2 separate regions of the Gossypium hirsutum genome follow, and region 1 is linked to region 2. Evidence: chromatin contacts called from public Hi-C data. All regions are on one chromosome and are shown on one strand. The core of a region is the stretch at or near the end of the contact, and the rest is flanking DNA. Distances in the headings are between cores, read along the strand shown.

What was found. Hi-C and Micro-C count contacts between places; a contact is called where the count stands out from the background.
Region 1: a contact with region 2 is called in a Hi-C map of leaf, with 3 times the contacts expected there. The contact joins the promoter of LOC107929820 here to the promoter of LOC107894833 in region 2. A contact is called at or near these places in 9 of 34 Hi-C or Micro-C datasets (anther, hypocotyl, leaf and 1 more).

What each region holds. Positions count from the first base shown.
Region 1 is chrA01:59,078,275-59,080,974 of Gossypium_hirsutum_v2.1, reverse strand. It overlaps LOC107929820 (sulfite exporter TauE/SafE family protein 4), which reads right to left and starts at 1,279. Exons shown (of 12, transcript XM_016861332.2): 1 at 598-1,279; 2 at 362-521; 3 at 1-145. The coding sequence starts at 756.
Region 2 is chrA01:58,938,036-58,940,977 of Gossypium_hirsutum_v2.1, reverse strand. It overlaps LOC107894833 (probable xyloglucan endotransglucosylase/hydrolase protein 33), which reads right to left and starts at 1,453. Exons shown (of 5, transcript XM_041111361.1): 1 at 1,181-1,453; 2 at 976-1,076; 3 at 645-850; 4 at 172-537. The coding sequence starts at 1,409.

The DNA.
Region 1 (2,700 bases), core at 30-2,529, 140 kb before region 2:
AAGGCAACCCCAACAGTGATGCCAAGCATCAACATAGGCTGGAAAAGAAGAGCCAAATCGTAGTCAATGATTGGCACTTCCTTTGTCGGATGCGGCACTCTAAGATTATACCAAACTGACGATGCTGATGCCCCCATGATCATGCCTGCAGCCAATTCATATAATAATCCCTTAATTTCATCCAATCCAATCGATAATATTTTGTTAAATTTAAATATATGACATTTTAATACTTAAAAGTTGCTATTTAAAATTCAAAGGTGTGTGATTTTAATTTTTAAATTAGAGATTAGAGATACTGGATTTCAAAAATTCAAAAGGCAGAGAGATAAGGAACAGAAAAAATAAGAAAAGAAGTTACATTTGGAAATAGCAGCGGCAGATTTGGTATCAAATCCAACAATCAAGGTAAGCATTGGAACAAAAATGCCGCCGCCGCCAACGCCGCCCACCGTACCACATGCTGATCCTAGAAACCCTATCACCGTCGCCATTACAAGCCTCCAGTTCAACTCCAATGCCTGCCCAAATCAAACACCATTCAAAACCTAAATATATAAAGATCTTCTACGACAAAAGAGAAAAAAAAATACTTACAGGCCAAACTTTTTCAGTGGTGGATAAATTATATGGGGACTCTAAGAGATTTGAGCTCTGGTTCATGTCGTCGTTGTTGCTTTTTTGGATGAACAAAACAGAGAGAACTGCTATCGAAAAACCCGACAGCAGATACAAAACGAACCCTTTGGTCGCCATGTCGGATTACGAGATTTGTTGAATTTCAGCCACCGCCGCCGCCGCCGCCGCCGCCGCCGGCGCCTCCACTAAAAACCAGAATAACTTATGTTGTGTTGGGAAGGAAGAGAGCAGAAGAGCAGCCTTAATGAGACCAATAATAAGAGAACCTAGAATGGAAAAAGTGGGAGTGAAATAGAAGAAGCCAAGACGTTGTTTTATAGAATGAGAGAGGGTGATTTATACATTACATGACAAAACATAACACATTCACATGCAGGAGGCAGGCAAGTCAGACATAAATTTGTCAGGATATACGAAATCACACATGCAACTCCACTTGGCTAAATCTGGGTGGCAAGACCGACACCTTCATTAATTCTCAATTACAACTGCTCTGTTTCGAAAAGAATTGACCATAAAAATTTAAAAAGGATCTGTAGGAATATTAAGCAAATATAAAACCAAAAAACTGTAAAAGGTGTTCAAATTTTCTACTACCAGTGTTGTTTGGTTGGTTTCTGTGTCTGGCTGGAATTCGTGTTCAATAATTGGATTGAGAAAGTTTGGGGAAGAAAAACCAAAAAGGTGGTATTTCACGGCTGCCAAATTAGATTTGTCCATGTCCATTTCAACTTGAATTTGTTATTTAATTAATTTTAATCTGAATTCAATTTCATCAAATATATAAAAAAATTATTAATTTTATTTTAAAATAATTCCAAGTTGGAAATAATTTCAACAAACAATTTTAAAGAAAAAATTAAATAATTTAAATATGAAATAATCAAAATTCGAAATTGTCCGAACTAACAAATTTATTTTAGAGTAGTAAAATGATATATTTGGTCTTCAATATTTATATTTTTTAGCAATTTGAATCTTTATTCCTTTTTGAGTTAAATTAACATTTCAAAAGAAAATCAAATTACTTTTTAACCAAATTGATGACTAAAACGTTAAAATTTTTAATAATATTAATATGAAAAATTGTGTGTAAATTCATTTATATTTTATAATGAAATTTTACTATTTATTTCATATGTCATATTAATAAATTTCAAAAAAAATTTATATAAATTCCAAAAAAAATTTAAAAAAAAACATGAGAAACATGTGAATTATGATGTGGGTAACAATGCTTAAATATTTACTATTTTAATTAATATTTTGATTATAAAAATAATAATTCAACTGATTTTGGAGGAGTAAGAGTAAAAAATTAAAAGAAAATTTTTATAAGGCTAAATTTATAATGTTAGTATTGAGATTTAGCAAATTTAAAACTTATTCAACGGGGAATGACGATTTGAAGCAGCCGTACATTATTGATTCTGAAAACATAAAAAACATAAAGGCCCCACATTTTAGGGAGGATTGCAACTTGCAAGGCTTTAATCTTATCTCCGCCGATACAGTCAATTAAAGCACAGAAATTTAATTCAGATTGTACACGTTTTCTAAATTAACTTTTTTTTCTTTTTTTCTTTTTTTTGCTAAACATCATATTTCTTCCATCTTATTCTTTATACTTTGGTTTTTAAATAAAATGACAAATTTATAGCATTTAAAAAAAAGAATTTTATTGAAATTTGAATTTTAAACCTTTTCTAATAAAATTATATATTTTAGAAATTTAATTCAGTGAGAGATAATAATATGAGTTGATTTAATAAAAGTTATTAAATACCAGCAAATAAAGTTGGATAAGAAAAATGACCACCTTCTATATTAACCTTCGTAAATGTCCATTAAATCCTCTTTACCAAAGCGTTTCATAAAATGCAATTAAAACTTTTCTTTCTTATTTTTTTCCTATAACCATAATATTAAAACGCATTGTATTTATTATTTTTGTATCAGGCAGGCATGGGCATCCCCAGAATTGAAATTTTGTTCACTTTAGTCCTTTAGAAATTGAAACTTGATAAATAATTATATTTTGAATTTTTAAAGATTTATAAT
Region 2 (2,942 bases), core at 204-2,703:
TATAAACTATAATGCTTTATGATTTCTTTCTAATAACAAATGGGAACATATCATTATTGCTCCTTGATGGGAAAATAATCTTTAGAATAGGAAAAAAAAGAATGTATATATATGTGACTATTAAATAATCATAGTACAATTTACTTGCATTCTGGAAGTAAGACTTTAAACCTTGATGTATCTTTGCAGTATGAGTAAAACATGAGCTTCCTTCTAGCCCAAACCATGGCGGACATCTGTTGATTCGATAGCTTAATAAAGTCAGGTCCTTCGACAGGGTCGATACTTGACACGCTGGCACTGGAACAAGATGAATTAGGCTGCTTAGGATTTACCATACACCCAACCATTTCCACGTCAGTCAAAGAAGTTACAAATGGAGCATACTTGTAATTCACAGGGTATTTCCCTCCATGAGTTGCCCATTGCGACCCATCCCATATGGTGACGTAAAGCGACATTGGCTTCGAGGGATATGCGGCAGAGAATTTTCCATTGTTTGGGAACTCTCTCACTGGTATATTATCAACTAGGAACCTGCAATATTTTTTAAAGGCAGGCAGTTCATTAATATTCCATTAAGGTGATCAAAATTTAGGCTTTCTTTGTGAGATTAAACATGGAGTTGATTTCAATAGTCTTACACTATATGATGACTGTTCCAAAGAATGCTGTAGTAATGGTGCTGCAGTGTTGGATTAAACCAGAAATAAAATTTCTCTTCTCTTCCAGTACTGACACCATTTGCGTATACATTTGTTTGGAGGACCCAATCAATTCGTTTATCATTTCCAAGCAATTCAATATCAATCTCATCATGACTGTGTGGATACATGTCTGCATTAGACAACTGCACATATTCGGATATCCCACTTTCATCACAAATGAGCCATTTAACCAAGTACAAATGTTCATATATATACATACATACATATATATATACAAATTGTTAAATGCAGATGGAAAGAAGCTTACATAGAAGGCTACCACCACTCCAGATGTGAGACCTGCAGGCAACTTTATTGCTGCACTGAAGAATCCGTAGTTATATTTGTTCCAAGATGCCAATCCTGACCCTGAAAGGAGATCATTGAGAGATTAGCTGAGATTTGAGAGCTAACTAGATTTCTAAGAAAAGTGATTTTCTGTAAAAAGCCAAAACGGGTGTTGATTAGTTCACCTGAGGTTCTGTCCAGAGCAAAAGTGGCCGTGGACCCATTGTTGAGAATCTTGATATTTGGTCCACCAAAAACGTTGGAAAAACTTTTATTTACTGAGACATGGCTAAACAAGTCTGTTAAACGTGGAACGCTTGGAGTGGTGTAATGCCTGTTGTGTGAAGAAACTAAGCTTGTCGCGCAAAACAATGAGAGACAGAGAAGCAAAATAATATGTTGGAATATAGCCATGTTTCTCTCTAAATTCTAAATTGATAATGAAGGAAAAGAGATGTAGAGTTGGTTAATATATATATATATATATGGGGAAAGAAAAGAACCTAATGTACGCTTAGTTGTTTCTAGCTGGCGCCCCTTTTCTGGGTATCTTTCTGTGTAGCTGGGATCTGTGACAGTAACACATGTACTCATGTGGGTTGATTTTGTGTTGCTAGGCACAGCTCGTGGGATTGCTCAAAAGTTGGGACCATTTGATTTCGACATTAACTAAAGTAGATGGGCCCAACCTAAAGCTCTTTCATCTATTTTCCAACTTCTCTTTCGTTTCGTTTCATTTCCTTTCCAGACTAGAACGCTTGGCTTTCTTCAAGCTTCAATCCAAAGAAAACTGAGAATTAAAAAAAAAAAATTGCCGCAATGGGTTTTATGTTACAAATTCACTTCAGAGTCTAAATCTGGGGCTTTTATCTGTAATGGGTTGTCTCTGTTTTAGTGGTTCTAGATTCGAAGGGAACTATTAAGGAGGTAGGCCTCTTTGAGCTTTCTCTTTCCTTTTCGTATTCTCAGTTGTGCTCCAACTGGGATTTTGGACCGCAGTTGAAACAATTGTAAACTAGTTTATTTTGCTTGTAGATAATATTTAGTTTTATTATTTAAATTAGTAATATGCTATTTAAATTAGTAATATGCTACGCTTTGCGGAATTGATGTTTCAAAGTTTAAAATTTTAGTTATAAAATTAAATTATTTATTTTCATTTAATCTTTTTATATTATTTAAGAATTGAGTGAAAGATTTTTAAATATCATAATTATGAAAATATTTATAAAATATTACGTCATAGTTAAAAAGATTAAAATTATTTAAATTGTTAATATAAATTATTATATTATTTAAATGATAAATTATTTACTCAAGAATATTTTTAAATTGTTTAATTTAAATTGTGTATGATGTCTTATTTTTTTAACTTTTTTTTATTGTCTTTAAAGTGAAATATCAATTTTAGTTTAACCTCTTTTCTTTTTTTTTGCTAGAAAAACACTTTCATGTACTGATTGAACAAACAAAGCACCATAGTATTAGCAATAAAGAAAAACATCACTGAACAACAAAGGAAAATAAGAGTCTAACAAAGTTAAAAGAGCAGACATAAAATCAACTTACTAATGTTAGGTCGAGTTCGAAATTAGGCGATAGGCAAAGATGACAGGCCATCCTTTTCCAAGATAAACACCAAGGAAGATGGTGGGTGGTGAATCCAACCCTCAAAACACATCTCCACTTTAGCATGCTTAGCTACCCATTCCACAACTTTGTTAATATCCCCTCTAATCCTTTAGATTAAAAAGTTGTTCACCTATTTTTTCAAAGTATCAAACCTCTTCAAAATCAGTTTCAACTTCAACCTTCTCTTAAAATCATTTTTCTTAGTTTCACAGAAGACAATAAGAGAATCAGTCCCCAGAAACACATTCTCCTATCTGTTTTTAACAGCAAGTTCGATCCCTTTAGTGATCGCCCTAGCTTCTACAACCTCAGCCT